Linked DNA regions of Zea mays: regions 1 and 2 are each linked to region 3. A link is a contact called in public Hi-C data. All regions are on one chromosome and are shown on one strand. The core of a region is the stretch at or near the end of the contact, and the rest is flanking DNA. Distances in the headings are between cores, read along the strand shown. Region 1 holds the start of LOC100192592 (DNA excision repair protein ERCC-1). Region 2 holds the start of LOC100192470. Region 3 holds the start of LOC103643361 (replication protein A 70 kDa DNA-binding subunit B).

Region 1 (4,326 bases), core at 991-3,490, 420 kb after region 3:
AAAATTCATTCTTAGGACCAACTTTGTTTTACATTCAAACATATGTCTGTTAACTGCATCTTTGACACAACATCCATCGAGAAATCAACGAATTTCACACGAGTTTCTCGCTGGTGTTGAAGCGAGGGCGAGCGGGAAGGGAGGAAGCGGTAGAACAACGAGGAACCACTAGGGCGGGCAGAATCCACCACTACCTGACCGAGAAACATCGTTAGCAGGCAAATTTCGCTGTAGCCACGATAGACTTGGCTGGTTTTGGTGATTTTTCTGACTGGACACAGTGGCGGACCCAGAAATTAGCCAAGACTCGGGCCTAAACGACCATAAACTCTAACAGTAGCATATAAAGAAAAATTGTACGACGAAACAACCTTGTCATAGATGTTAAAGATGACATACAAGTTATGATGTAGTTTCTTCCAGATGTATCATATCACATCAACATACCATACGATGGTTAAGTCATTCGTCTCCTGTCTTATTCCGCAACTCAGTTTTAATGATATTCATAGATGAGAAAGCTCTCTCCACAGAGGCTCAATCTCAAACTTAATTTCTAGCCATGTGATCTTGTATATTTGGTCGCAACTTTTTGATCTTTTATTTGGTGATTATGGTATTAGATGGCTGTATGGAATATCTTGTTTCGTACTCCCTCAGATCTTTTTTATTTGACGTTTGCTAGTGTAAAATTAAACTATCATGCGTCAAATAAAAGAAAATGGAGGTAGTAGTTTCTAAGCCCTATGGCTTGTAATTTTTTTTGCCTCTTCGGTTTAGAATCATTTGCTAGCTTGGGAATTGTTTTTGCTTCTCCTAGCTCGATGGTTTGCTCTCTAGTCTCTCCCTCCCTCCATCTCTCTAGACTAGCAGGAGCCTAGCATGTGCTGCCCGAGGTCTTGCTACTAGCCTAATATATAAATCTGCAGGACAAATGTAGGTGGTCGTAGCCTGCTCTTGTGCATGTTTGTTATCCTGTGCTTGTGAAGCTTGCACTGTGTCGGATGGATATACATACATATAACTATGACTCAGTGAGGCGAGAGGACAGAGGACAGACCGGCAGAGACGGCGCGACAACAGATGTAAGTTTGCAGCTCTTCAGCACAGTCCAGCTAGACTCGAACACGAGCTCTTCTAAAAATGTTTTGGACCTGCGCCCCGGGCCGTGGCCCAGGCGGCCATGGGCCTGGGTCCGCCCCTGACTGGACATGGTTTGGGAGCAAAGGGGAATGAGTAGAGCGGCTTGTGATGACAAGAGGATGGGTTGGGTGATGTAAATGAGTTAACGGATCTGCTAATTAGAAATGGTAACGGGTCAGATTTGAGTCGGATGGATTAAAAACCCTTCAGCGATCACACCCAAGAAGTTTACCTAAACTCGTCTGCAATCGCACCATGGGTGTCATTCCAAACCCTCACCTGAACATGTTGGGTTACTCGCGAGTTTTTTACTCATTGTACACTTTTAAATGATAATTCAACAATAAACAATTAAGTGTCAACAATAATTGAGTTATATCTAGGGATTTTAAGTCTTCTCACGTTGAACAACAACAAAATATTCCATGAATCATTGGTCAAGTTATTTATTTAAAATAAGTACTATTGTATCTTAATCATTTTTGCGCAAAATAAAAATAAACCAAATTTTGGGTCAGAGGTAGGTCACTCACGTGTTCAAATAAAAATCTACACCCACACTTACGAAACTTCGGGTCGGGTCCGAGTGCATTCGTAGGTCAAAATCTTTATCTATACTCGCAGTCGTAGTGTTTGGGGTTTTAAGAGTTAAATTTCCATCTCTGTGCCAAACTGCCAATGAGTTTACGATCTGATGTGTTTTTTGCAATATGAGATATATCAAAATACTTAGAAAAACATCTAGTTTTTATCATATTTTTATGATTTTTATATTTTTCAAAACTTTAAACGAAATTCTTAGAAATTTGAATCCCGATCAGCACTGAGAACGAGAAAATTTTCCGAATTTCGTTAAAATTCGTCCGAGAAATTATTCCCTGCTTGTGAGCTGTTTGGTACAAAAGCGAGTAAAACAGTTTCTCAAGCCGACGGTGAATCTCTACGAAACGGCCTCTTGGTCCAAATCAGGCCCATGGATTTGGCCCAAACATGGCATCCCCTCCGCAACTGCTACTCGCACATCTCCGGGCAGACAGGCCCGGCGGCCCCCATGGGTTCCGTGCAGGTGCAGCGTGTCGCCACTGACTCCGCGTCCGTCCGTCCCCCATACGGCCACGCCTCTGGGTCTCCCGCGCTGCCATGGACGGGGGAAGAGAGCAGCAGGCGCCGCCGGAGTCGCAGCCCGGTAAGAACCTCATCAAGATCCCGTCCTATCAGGAGGTCTTCGGCACCGGCGCCTCCACCTCTTCCTCGAAGCCGCCATCCTACAACCCTCCTGTAGCCACCTCCGCCGCCGCCGCCGCTTCATCCTCGTCGTCGTCCTCGGGATCATTCTCGCAGGCTTTTTCTTTCCTCAAGTCCTCCGAGTTCTACTCACCTCCGCCGCCGCCGCCTCCCCAGCCCACCACCACCCCGAGGTACCTATACTGTCCTCCCTCTCTCCCTCTTCTCAGTACCTGCGACGCCGGCCTCGACTCTGACGTGCCAGGTTTGCTGGCGCAGGCCGACTCAAGCTAGCCCCTCAGCGCCGACTCCCCAAAGCAAGAACTCCATTCTCGTCAGTCATAGGCAGGTACTGGGGCGTGGTTTGTGGCACCATGACACTTTTGACCTCTTTGAGGTTCTTGTCCCCTTGTTCTAAAGCAAATTTCGTGTCTTTTTTATTCATTCTTGTTCGACAGAGAGGAAACCCTCTGCTGAAGCACATTAGGAATGCTAGATGGACGTTCGCCGATGTCGTGCCGGACTATGTGCTTGGGCAATCGTCATGTGCCTTGTACTTAAGGTTAGAGCAACTCCAATAGTTCTTTAGAAAAAAGCTTCCTAAACCTATGTTTAACAAATTGCTAAATAGTTATTGGGAGTAAAAAAAATAGCTTGGTCTCCAACAATTCCTCATATTTAGACAATAGTTGTGTCACGCACGTCAAACCTGGCGGTCTCGCTACACGGAAAATGAAAAAAAGACCACGCTAGACTTGGCTACCTCGCTATGCGGGAAATAAAAAAAATGAACACGTAGTTGTAAAGAAATTGAAGACAACTACATTTAGGGAGTTGCTATGGAGTTGCCAAATCTGGAGAGTAAATGAGGTTGGATAACAAGTAACTAATTTAGCAAGTCCATTTGAAGAACTATTGGAGAAGCGTTTTTCTATTTACTTCTTAAAGTTAAGATTTACAGAGTTGTTTAGAGAACTATTGGGCTTATCGTGTCTTCAGTGATAGTCTTTAGAAATCCTGAATTGGACTTGTGTAGATTAGTTGAATGTGAAATCTACCAGGAGACATCATTTTCATGCCTGTATATTATTAGACAGTGTCATGAGGTATTCTTTTGTTGTGAGCAAAAACTATCTGGTTTTACTTCTCTGAGCTGTACTGTGCTGTAGCAATTATCAATGTTGATTAGTATTAGGGCAAATGGTGCCACAGAGTGTGTTTGTTGTGGTTCTGTTGTACTGTGGTTTTTACCGTTCAGTTTCTGTTGTTATGGATGCAGTATCAGGTACCATCTTCTACATCCAGACTACTTGTACTATCGGATAAGAGAGCTGCAGAAGAATTTCAGGCTGCGTGTCATCTTGTGCCATGTTGATGTTGTAAGTTTCAGTCACTTAACCAACATACCTGCTTTCCCAAAGTATAATCACTTTGAAGCATCTCAACTTAAAAATCTAGCATTTTCGCTGTCATAGGAAGATGTAATCAAGCCTTTGCATGAAATTACAAGAACAGCGCTGCTTCATGACTGCACCCTTTTGTGTGGTTGGAGGTATTTTTCTCATAGTAACTCTAATGTGAGTGGATTCAATATTTTTTGGGGTCCTGTTCGTTGTGAGCTGTCCTGATTGTTATATCAGTTCTACATAAATATGAATATAGTTATTGGATCACCTTGCGCTGGGTCTTTTTTATTGTGTCCAAACAAATCTTATTTGCTATCTCAATATTCAACTAAAATAACTGCACATATTTGTCTTTGTTTTTCTAAAAAAGAATTTAATGGTCCTCCATCACACAAACCGGAGAGGTTCCATAACAATTGCATGATGAATTGATGATGTAAATATGGTCATGAAAAGTTAAGAGTAAGTTGTCTGAACAAACTGTTCTCTCTTCTATGTAGCCTGGAGGAATGTGGTCGGTACTTGGAGACTATTAAAGTATATGAAAACAAGC
Region 2 (4,503 bases), core at 1,216-3,715, 310 kb after region 3:
CCATCCTGCTAGAGAGTCAAGCCTAAGACTGAAGCGGGGACCTCGAGGGTCGGACGAGACATAAGCCATCATTGGATCAGCCAAATCGAATGTGTACTCATGGAGCCGGGCGGGACAGAGGCCGGTCCAGGGGTCGGCTGAATCAAACGTAGACCCTAGGGGTTGGGCGAGATGGAGGCATGCTCTCTTAGGTCTCCCGAGTCGGACGAAACGCACACGGCCCGAGGGACAATCGTGTGAGATTTGACCTCTCCATACCTTGACACCACTACCGCAACAGTCATCACGATGTGGCGTGGAATGGGGTTGTCCTCATTTCGTCTAACTCTCATATTGATTACGTCTAAATCAAATGTAGACCCCACATCCCTTGTACGAAAACGATAAAGACGCTACGGACGATCTGTGAGGTATGAGAGATCGGCGAGACTAGGGTACGAATGTAGTCTACATCGTATGAGCCCACTCCAGAGACATGCACCATCACTATGGGCAACTCTGTTTTACTAACCCTGGCATGGTCCCCCATCAGAACCAAAGACATTCAACGATACAGATCACCGCGCTCGCACACACGTCATGCCTTGACCAGGATAAGTCAACAAGTACAAGATTACGAGATCAATGAACAACATGAGAAGATGTTATTGACCGAAGTGAAGCACTTTAAGCCTTTTCATGAATTTTACTTATCTTTTTCCATTCTCTCCTCTAGGGAGGAACAAATGTAAGCAAACCTACCCTTAAGCTATAAAAGGGAGGGCTGGTAGCCGAAGAGGGAAAAGGGAACATAACGCAAGACAACACGGCCACCACGGCGGACTTAAGTATGGACATTCCATCCGAACCAGTATAATCATTGCATCCTACTTGCATACTATCCGGACCTAAAACATGCATCACTCGAAACACCGACAAAATGTTGCATCATGCTTTCACAACTTGATTTCAATTTTTTTGGCTTGAAAACCATGAAAGAACACTATACTTCGGATGTTGATTTTAAGGATGTGTTGATGACTTACAAAGAAGGAAGAAACTTGGAACAAATACTTCCTAGCTAATGCAATCAAACAAGTGTAACTTGCATTGCCGAAACCACGGTTTAGCTATCCAGGCTTAGGCGGCTATGAAAAAAACACCCATAGAGACAAAATGACCACAGTGGCTAGTAGTTGGGGAAGAACCATCCACGGCGCGCCCACCCGGCCGATTCTCGCCGGCCGTCGTCAGGTTTGATGGTCAAGATCTCCAGGTGGCGCCCCCGCTGTCTTTCCATGCCCAACACCCTGACGACCCCGTCCGGGTGGCCACGGTCGACGAGGTAGATGCGATTGACGCGAGCGCGGTACCAGGGGAACTCCGCCCGCGAGAGCGCGAACGCGCGATTCCGCCCCAGGAACAGACTGTTCCATCCGAGGTCCACCACGCGCACCAGCCGCACCGTCCTATCCCCGAGCCAATCCACCCTGTGCACCTCCACCGCACGCGCGAACCCGCTGCCGATCTTGATGCCCCCGTCGTCCACGCCCGCCATGTCGTCGTCCGAGTTGTACATGACGTCGTCGTGCACCGAGACGAGGAGCAGCTGGCGGTCACACTCCACCAGGTGCGTCTCGACGACGCGCCTCCCTTCGCCAGGGAGCTTGTCGTTGTCCGAGACGACGGCGTCGCCGTTCGCGTCGACGTGCTCGAGTGGGATGACCGCGGGCGCGTCCCCGTCGACCTCGCAGATGCAGATCGAGGACTTGAAGGCCACATAGAACCGCCCCCTGTAGTGCTCGACAGCGGCGTAGCCGGTCACGCTGAAATCGAGCCGCGTCCACGCCCCAGTGACGGAGCTGTAGTACGCGAGGCAGGTCGTCGGGAACCCGACGGCCACCGCGGCCCACTCGGTGGCCGTGGCGGGGTCGCCCGACAGCACGATGGTGGTCAAGTCGAGCCACTTCTTGAAGAAGCCGATGGGCGGGAGGCGGACGCGCCTGCCTGTCAAGGGGTTGAGGAGGAGGATGACCTTGGGGCTGATCCTCGGGTCCGAGAGCGCGAGGTAGCCGTGGGACGAGGAGAGGTACTCCAGCCCCGATGGCACGTTCGCGGCGAAGGGCAGGAGGGCGACGCTGGGGGCGAGCCAGAATGACGAAATTTCGCTGGCGCCCTGGCCGGAGCGGTCGGTGCGGGAGCCGACGAGCCAAGGGCGCGGGCGCCACGCGGCGGCGGCGGCGCCCCAGTCCGCGCAGACGGCGCGGAAACGGACGCGGTGAGCGTCGGCAGGGAGGAGGGCGAATATGCTGAGCAGCAGGTCCGCCGGCAGAGAGGACCACCCCGTGCCGCCCCTGCCGCCGCACGCCATGCCCGGCTGAGGCGCCGAGGAGAGGGAGAGGTTATGTCCAACTCCAACCTGTCTGCGCTCGGTGTCTTTCACGCGGCTGGCTCTGGCTTGCCTGCCCAAGCAAAGAAGGGGCAAGGGGGCTCAAACTGAAGCATAGCGGTGAAAAATGCAGCGTTCGCTGAAGTCAACATGCGCGGCTGGTGCGGAGCGGAGCCGATTTTTTTTTATTTTAGTCCTTTTCTTAAAAAAAATCACATTTAGATTATATATTATTTAATGTCGTTTTTACCATTTAGGCTGGCTCCAACAGCCGACAGGTAAAATGGGCAGGCAAAAAGTTTTTTACCCTGTGTATGAAGAAATACATGTCCTCTTGTTTCCAACAAAGAAGGTAAAATAGCTGAATGGAGAGTAGTGAATGATAAGAGACAAACATGGGACCAGATATCAGAGGCACAAGAAAAAATGTCTGGTTTCCATCGCACCATCTAAATTCGCTTTTCTCTCTCCTTAATATCATTTTGCCTGGCTAGGATGGCTCCCCTTTTGGAAACGTGTAGCATAACATGAAGAGACAAATTAGCTTTGGTTGGCCATTTACATGGTCTATTAGAGCTAGTCTTACTCGACGCTATAGTCTATAGCGTCGAGGTACCAGATGTGTCAGACTCTGATGTTGAGCGGTCACGTACAAACTCGCTGCCATATGAGCGGCATTGACTCGGTTGGAACTCGGGAGCTCTGCTTAATAACGAAATCTATTCAAACAGTAACAAATCTAGCTAAAAATATTGTAGAGGTCATAAAAACGACTTTACTATATTATACAAATTTTTATAAACTTTAACAGTGTTTTGCTAGGATTTATAAAATTCCTCGGGATCCGCTGATCCCGTGAACCTCTCTAAATTTGCCCCTGTATTGAAACTAACTTACACTCCTTGTCGTTCCTTTTTGTTAGCACATGCATCCTAGTGCGCACACGTATGATACCTCCGCAACTACTAGTATATGTCGTTGTTTAAAATGTATTTTCTTTTTTCTTACAAATATGGTCTTTTATATCAACAAAATGTTAGTGCAGTATAGGAAAAATAAATCGGACCAAAATAAAATAAAATCAACCAAAATAATGTACGTAACTGAAAGCAAAAGGACGAAAAAGAACATAAGCTTTATTTGGCAGCGATCTCGGCGCCATAGGTCACGACGTCAAGCTACGTCAAGCTCGACCACGTACGCACTAACTCAGCCACGTATGCACCACCTCAACGTCTAGAGTCCTGCGTATCCTTCACTCGGCGTCATAGATCATGGCGTCAAGACGTGTTACTTCAACGTTGTGAGTTATGACGTCAATTAAAAGATCAAAAACGATATTAAATCGTCCAGAGATCTAAATGTAAAAAAAATAAGAAAAGGAGCTGAAATGTAATAAAAAATCGGAGAGCGGAGCATAGCGACATGCGCGCAAGATTTTTTCGGTGATTTTGACGGGGTCTTTTTTTTCTCTGCAGCGCGACACGGCGGCGAGCCGGCGAACCGGGACCCGGGAACCCCGAAAACGGGAGCTGTTGACACTGACACGATGGGTTCGTGGATGGTGACCGATGACCTGGTGCGCCTGCGAGCAGTATTGGTGTACCGATGCACGAGCCGGGAGCCCGGGGGTAGTTGACACTGACACGATGGGCTCGTGGATGGTGTGGTGATAAACTGGTGCGCCTGCGAGCATTATTGGCGTACCGGTGCACGAGCCGGTTCGGTTGGTGCTGACCTAGCTGTTCCGCCTGTTCGTGTTGGTGGGGAAGAGATGAAAACATGCAGACACGAGGATCCAAAATCTTCGTGAACAAGACTGGATTCCGTTCAAAAAAGAAAAAGAGACTGAATCTGACTTGACCGTTTCCAACAACGGGTCGATCAAGATACCTTATGTTCTCGTGATTTTATTATTCAACACACCGAACTTTGTGCGGCATGTAAACAGGCGTCGTTGGCTTGTGCTTTCACGGTCTCATGACAGCGGCGACTGCAATGCCTCCATTATCGATGGGTTCCTATTTTCCGAATCTCTTGGGTCATCTTCGATTCGTCATGGAGATTTTTTTCCATTCAGGCTAGTTTGGTAATTTCATTTTCTTAAGAGGTTTTTATTTTCCTAAAGATAAAAA
Region 3 (3,947 bases), core at 44-2,543:
AGAGAAAGTAGCTGTAAAATGTGCAGGACAAAATGAATCAAGACACCACTCTGTTTGTCCCCAAAAAAGTAGAGTTCCAAGAAACTAATGTGGGACATAAGGACATCTAATCAACGCTGCAGAAGAGGGATGGTGGACATAAGGACATCTAATCAACAACTATCTAAAAATGCAGACAGTGTATCCATGGACACCAAATCAACATAACCAAGAGAGGGATGGTGGAAGGAGCCGCTCACCTCGAATAGCTGCAGAAGAGACCGAGAGGAGAGCCTGAGGACTTGCGCGTGTCTGCCCTGCTGCTACGTAGCAGATCTACAAGAACAACAGTTCCTATGAGCTAACACACATGACGCAATCAAGAGACGACCAAGAACCAACACAAGAGAAATTAGCATCAGAAGAAAGGAACGGACGATGAGAACGACGGAGTCGACGAGGAGAAAGGCGCTTCCGCCGGGTACCAGGCCGACGGAAAGAGGAAAACACCAGCGTAGGGGCTCCATATATGTAGCAGAAAGCTGCGGGATGGGCGCTATGGTGAAGGACACGAGAACAGTGAGGCTGCACTGTTGATAAAGCACAGGCGACGGGACGGAAGAACAGCGAAGGGGCTCCATATTTGTGGGATTTTAAAATACGGTGAACAACCCTCACCTAACGTCATGGGCAGAGGCACCGGAGCACAGCGACGCGTGACGACCTCCACAGGAGATTTACAGCGGCGCAATGGCCTCGCTAACGGCGATTTTCGAAAATCGTAGATCTACAGTTGCCAACGCGTTGTACCCCGGTGCGTGCGCTTTTGGAGAAGGCGAGGCGGCGCACTCACCTGGCTAACGGCGAAGCGCCGGCCGCAAGCCCCCGCCGTCCTTGGCCCGTGCCGCTCCGTCGCAGATCCGGCCGCCGCGCCGTTCGTGGAAGACCCGGTCGGAGCCGTCCAGGTCGCGACACGACTCCCGGGGCAGGCGTGGACGAAGCCAGCTCCTCTCTCGCAGGCACGACGGCCGTCCTCAGGCGCGGACGCCGGCGCGTCGCCGTGGGAGGCCGTGTCGCAGAGGCCCAGGTCCGAGCCGTCCATATCGCGGCACGACTGTCGGGGCACGTGTGGACGAAGCGATCCCCTATCCCGCAGGCACGACAGCCGTCCTCAAGCGCGGACGCCGGCGCGTTCCCGTCGGAGCCCGTGTCGCAGACGCGAAGAAGACGGGTCGCTGGGAGAAGACGGGTCGCCGGTGGAGGAGACAGGTAGACAGGTCAGTGGTGGACGTGGCTCCAACTGCACGAAACGCTGTGTAGACGGTACCACACACGCACGCGTCGGTGCGTAAGACGCTGAGATCGCGTGAAACACTCTCAGGGCAGCACCAGCGTGTATCCTTTAACTAGAAGTAATGCCTAGCATCTCACAGTTTTAAACAGTGCAAAATGCGAGTTTCTCAAGGGCGTAGCGGCGTTGTTTTCTAAAATTGTTGACTCGACCTTTTTTGTGTGGAAGAAACTGCCTGCTAACAACATTCGCAAAGGAAGAATACATTGCCTTGTAGTTTGTATAAGTACAGATATAATAAAATAGTAACACTCTGGTATAACCAGCTCAAGGTTAAATACGACTGTCCTTGTGCCGTACAAAGAAACGACAAAAAAAGTAATTTCTGTTACATATATATTTTTTATAAGATTTATGTTACATGTATCTGGGAAGTCGTTCGCAGCACGGACTGGCTGCCGCCTGAAGAATATGAACCGATGAATTACAAAAGCTGAAACTGGTGAACTGTGGAAGTAAAACAACTTGACCACTCGAGGAAATAACTCAGCCTTCACCCAACCGAGAAATTCCCCCAAATGCCGGCAGTGGAGACCAGATTTTGGGTTGCAGCGAGGTGAACTGTGGAAGCCAATCTGACTCTTCTGAAACTATTCGTTGACAACGTACGCACATTTATCTCACATCTCACAAGCTAATTATACAACAACTAGTCTCCCCCAACGTTTTTTTTCCTTCCAAGTTGTATTCAAGAGCCCAAACCTGTCATTTCGTCAAGGGATCACGATGAAGATATGTATAAACAAAAAACACTTCCATTTGAACTAATGGGCCTTCACTCAGCATCTAGTTAGCCACTTTTATGGCATACACCAGCTCCTGAAATGAAGAGTATAACATTTAGAATAAACGTGAACGGGTCTAATCAGATAATCTAAGTGTTTGATCTCACCAGAACCCCATTAGGAAATGTGAACGAGGAGCGCAAGTCTGAAAGGCGTTCCTCCCCTGCGAGCCTTGCTTTGTCAGGACCGCATGTATTAGTGCTGACAGGCTTGCTACAAGAAGGCTTCAGCGCATACATCTCAACTTCTTCATCTTTGTGAGATGTCTGACTGGCGACAAACTACACAGAGACATTCGTCTGTAAGTTCTGATTTCTGACGATGGACACAAGTGTTTCAACAAGTACTGACCTGACAAAGTTGTTTGATGGACAGAGTTGGGCCGCAACACAGATATGACTTCTCCAGATTTGGTGCCGTTTGTCCATCAAGTGGAAGCAGACAAAGATGTACATCACGCTGTCAAATAAAGTTAGTAACTAAGCAATGCAACACTCCAATAAACAAGGAAACATATCACGTGCACTTTTGTGTTCACCTCGCCTTCATTGTCGTCAGAATTTCGCAAGCACTCAACCAACTTGATCATGCGCCCACCCTTGACCATCCTGCCATTTGAACCACTGAAGCTACTGTGGCGAGTCTGACTGCGAGTGCCATTCTTTCCCCATGCTCGTAGAGGAGATGTGCTGAAATTTTCCCTGGATATTCCTACATCATCCTTTTCATCAGAAGCAACCTCATCATTGCATGCTCGGGCAGGTGAAGAACGCGGTGTTGGCCATTTTGGCAGTCGTTTCTGCTTTTTCTCTGGGGAACTCTCCTCCGCAGATGAGGCCTCTTTGCTACAGCTTTCACCGTTTCCATCCTCTTCATCTTCAGAACAGGCCAGAGCAACGTCATCAGAACTGGCTTTTCCTCGGCCACGGAAATAGGTATTCTGCCCATTAGGCCGAATGTTACGGCGTGATCTTCTTACAAATGCAGCAGCAGTAGCTTTGGCAGTAGACTTCCGCCCAATAACTTCTGATTGTTTCCGAAAAGCCTCAGCAATGGATGCTTGAATCTTCACATGCACATTAATCAGGAAAATGAACTTAAGTTCAATGTAAAAATAGACAGAGGAAATAAAAGGGCAGATGCATACAAATATGTCAATCATTAGCTCGGGTCTTTATAGGTGTTAGACTTGAATACAAGAGCATTTGCATATGCACAGACATCAAAACAAAGTTCCTGGGTTCTTGGAGAAAAAGGTTTCTTATCACCACTTTGTAGCCAGGGTAGGACATAGTTGGTAATTTCATGAATCCACTATTCATGTAGCTAACATAAGTTTATATTCATTGGAACGAAGAGCATGCTTTACAGATTACAGTTCCAAATAATATAATGAATTTCTGCCACTAACAAAGTTAACATGAAAATAATTGTTCTATTTCATTTTTCGTTCATGAAATTCTCTTTATTTTTGAAGAACTTTATGAAGTTATCTGTCATTAACTTATTATTATTCTTTTGCAAGAAGTGCAGTTGGATCAAACAACCTGCTCAATGCTATGATGTCAACTTAGTCCAAGAGATTGCAGGGCACCTGTCTATTGATGCTTGGGCACATCAAAACATTTTCTTTTGAAAGGAGCAAAACCGGGGGGGGGGGGGGTAACAGAGCTGACCAAATTTTATCCCTTAGAAATGAAATTTAGCTGGGATCTTTCCTACTACCCATTGACAAAATGCTAATGTAGGAAAGGCTCACATGGGACAAAACTATCCTACGAGATCTACCAGGGAATCATATCACAGTATTCTTTTAAAACAGGTTAACAGGT

Evidence for each region. A called contact is a pair of places that touch in the nucleus more often than the background predicts.
Region 1: a contact with region 3 is called in a Hi-C map of ear, with 1.9 times the contacts expected there. The contact joins the promoter of LOC100192592 here to the promoter of LOC103643361 in region 3. A contact is called at or near these places in 2 of 25 Hi-C or Micro-C datasets (ear and tassel).
Region 2: a Hi-C map of leaf shows a contact between it and region 3, with 6 times the contacts expected there. The contact joins the promoter of LOC100192470 here to the promoter of LOC103643361 in region 3. A contact is called at or near these places in 3 of 25 Hi-C or Micro-C datasets (ear, leaf and tassel).

The regions. Positions count from the first base shown.
Region 1 is chr1:228,323,034-228,327,359 of Zm-B73-REFERENCE-NAM-5.0, forward strand. It overlaps LOC100192592 (DNA excision repair protein ERCC-1), which reads left to right and starts at 2,241. Exons shown (of 9, transcript NM_001137807.1): 1 at 2,241-2,561; 2 at 2,647-2,716; 3 at 2,826-2,929; 4 at 3,647-3,746; 5 at 3,843-3,919; 6 at 4,274-4,326. The coding sequence starts at 2,284.
Region 2 is chr1:228,220,788-228,225,290 of Zm-B73-REFERENCE-NAM-5.0, forward strand. It overlaps LOC100192470, which reads right to left and starts at 2,466. Exons shown (of 1, transcript NM_001137690.2): 1 at 922-2,466. The coding sequence starts at 2,350. The coding sequence ends at 1,169.
Region 3 is chr1:227,907,091-227,911,037 of Zm-B73-REFERENCE-NAM-5.0, forward strand. It overlaps LOC103643361 (replication protein A 70 kDa DNA-binding subunit B), which reads right to left and starts at 1,294. Exons shown (of 17, transcript XM_020546721.3): 1 at 833-1,294; 2 at 240-315. LOC103645322 (putative E3 ubiquitin-protein ligase RING1a) reads right to left here. Exons shown (of 12, transcript XM_008668396.2): 9 at 2,654-3,181; 10 at 2,467-2,574; 11 at 2,223-2,396; 12 at 1,518-2,149. The coding sequence ends at 2,117.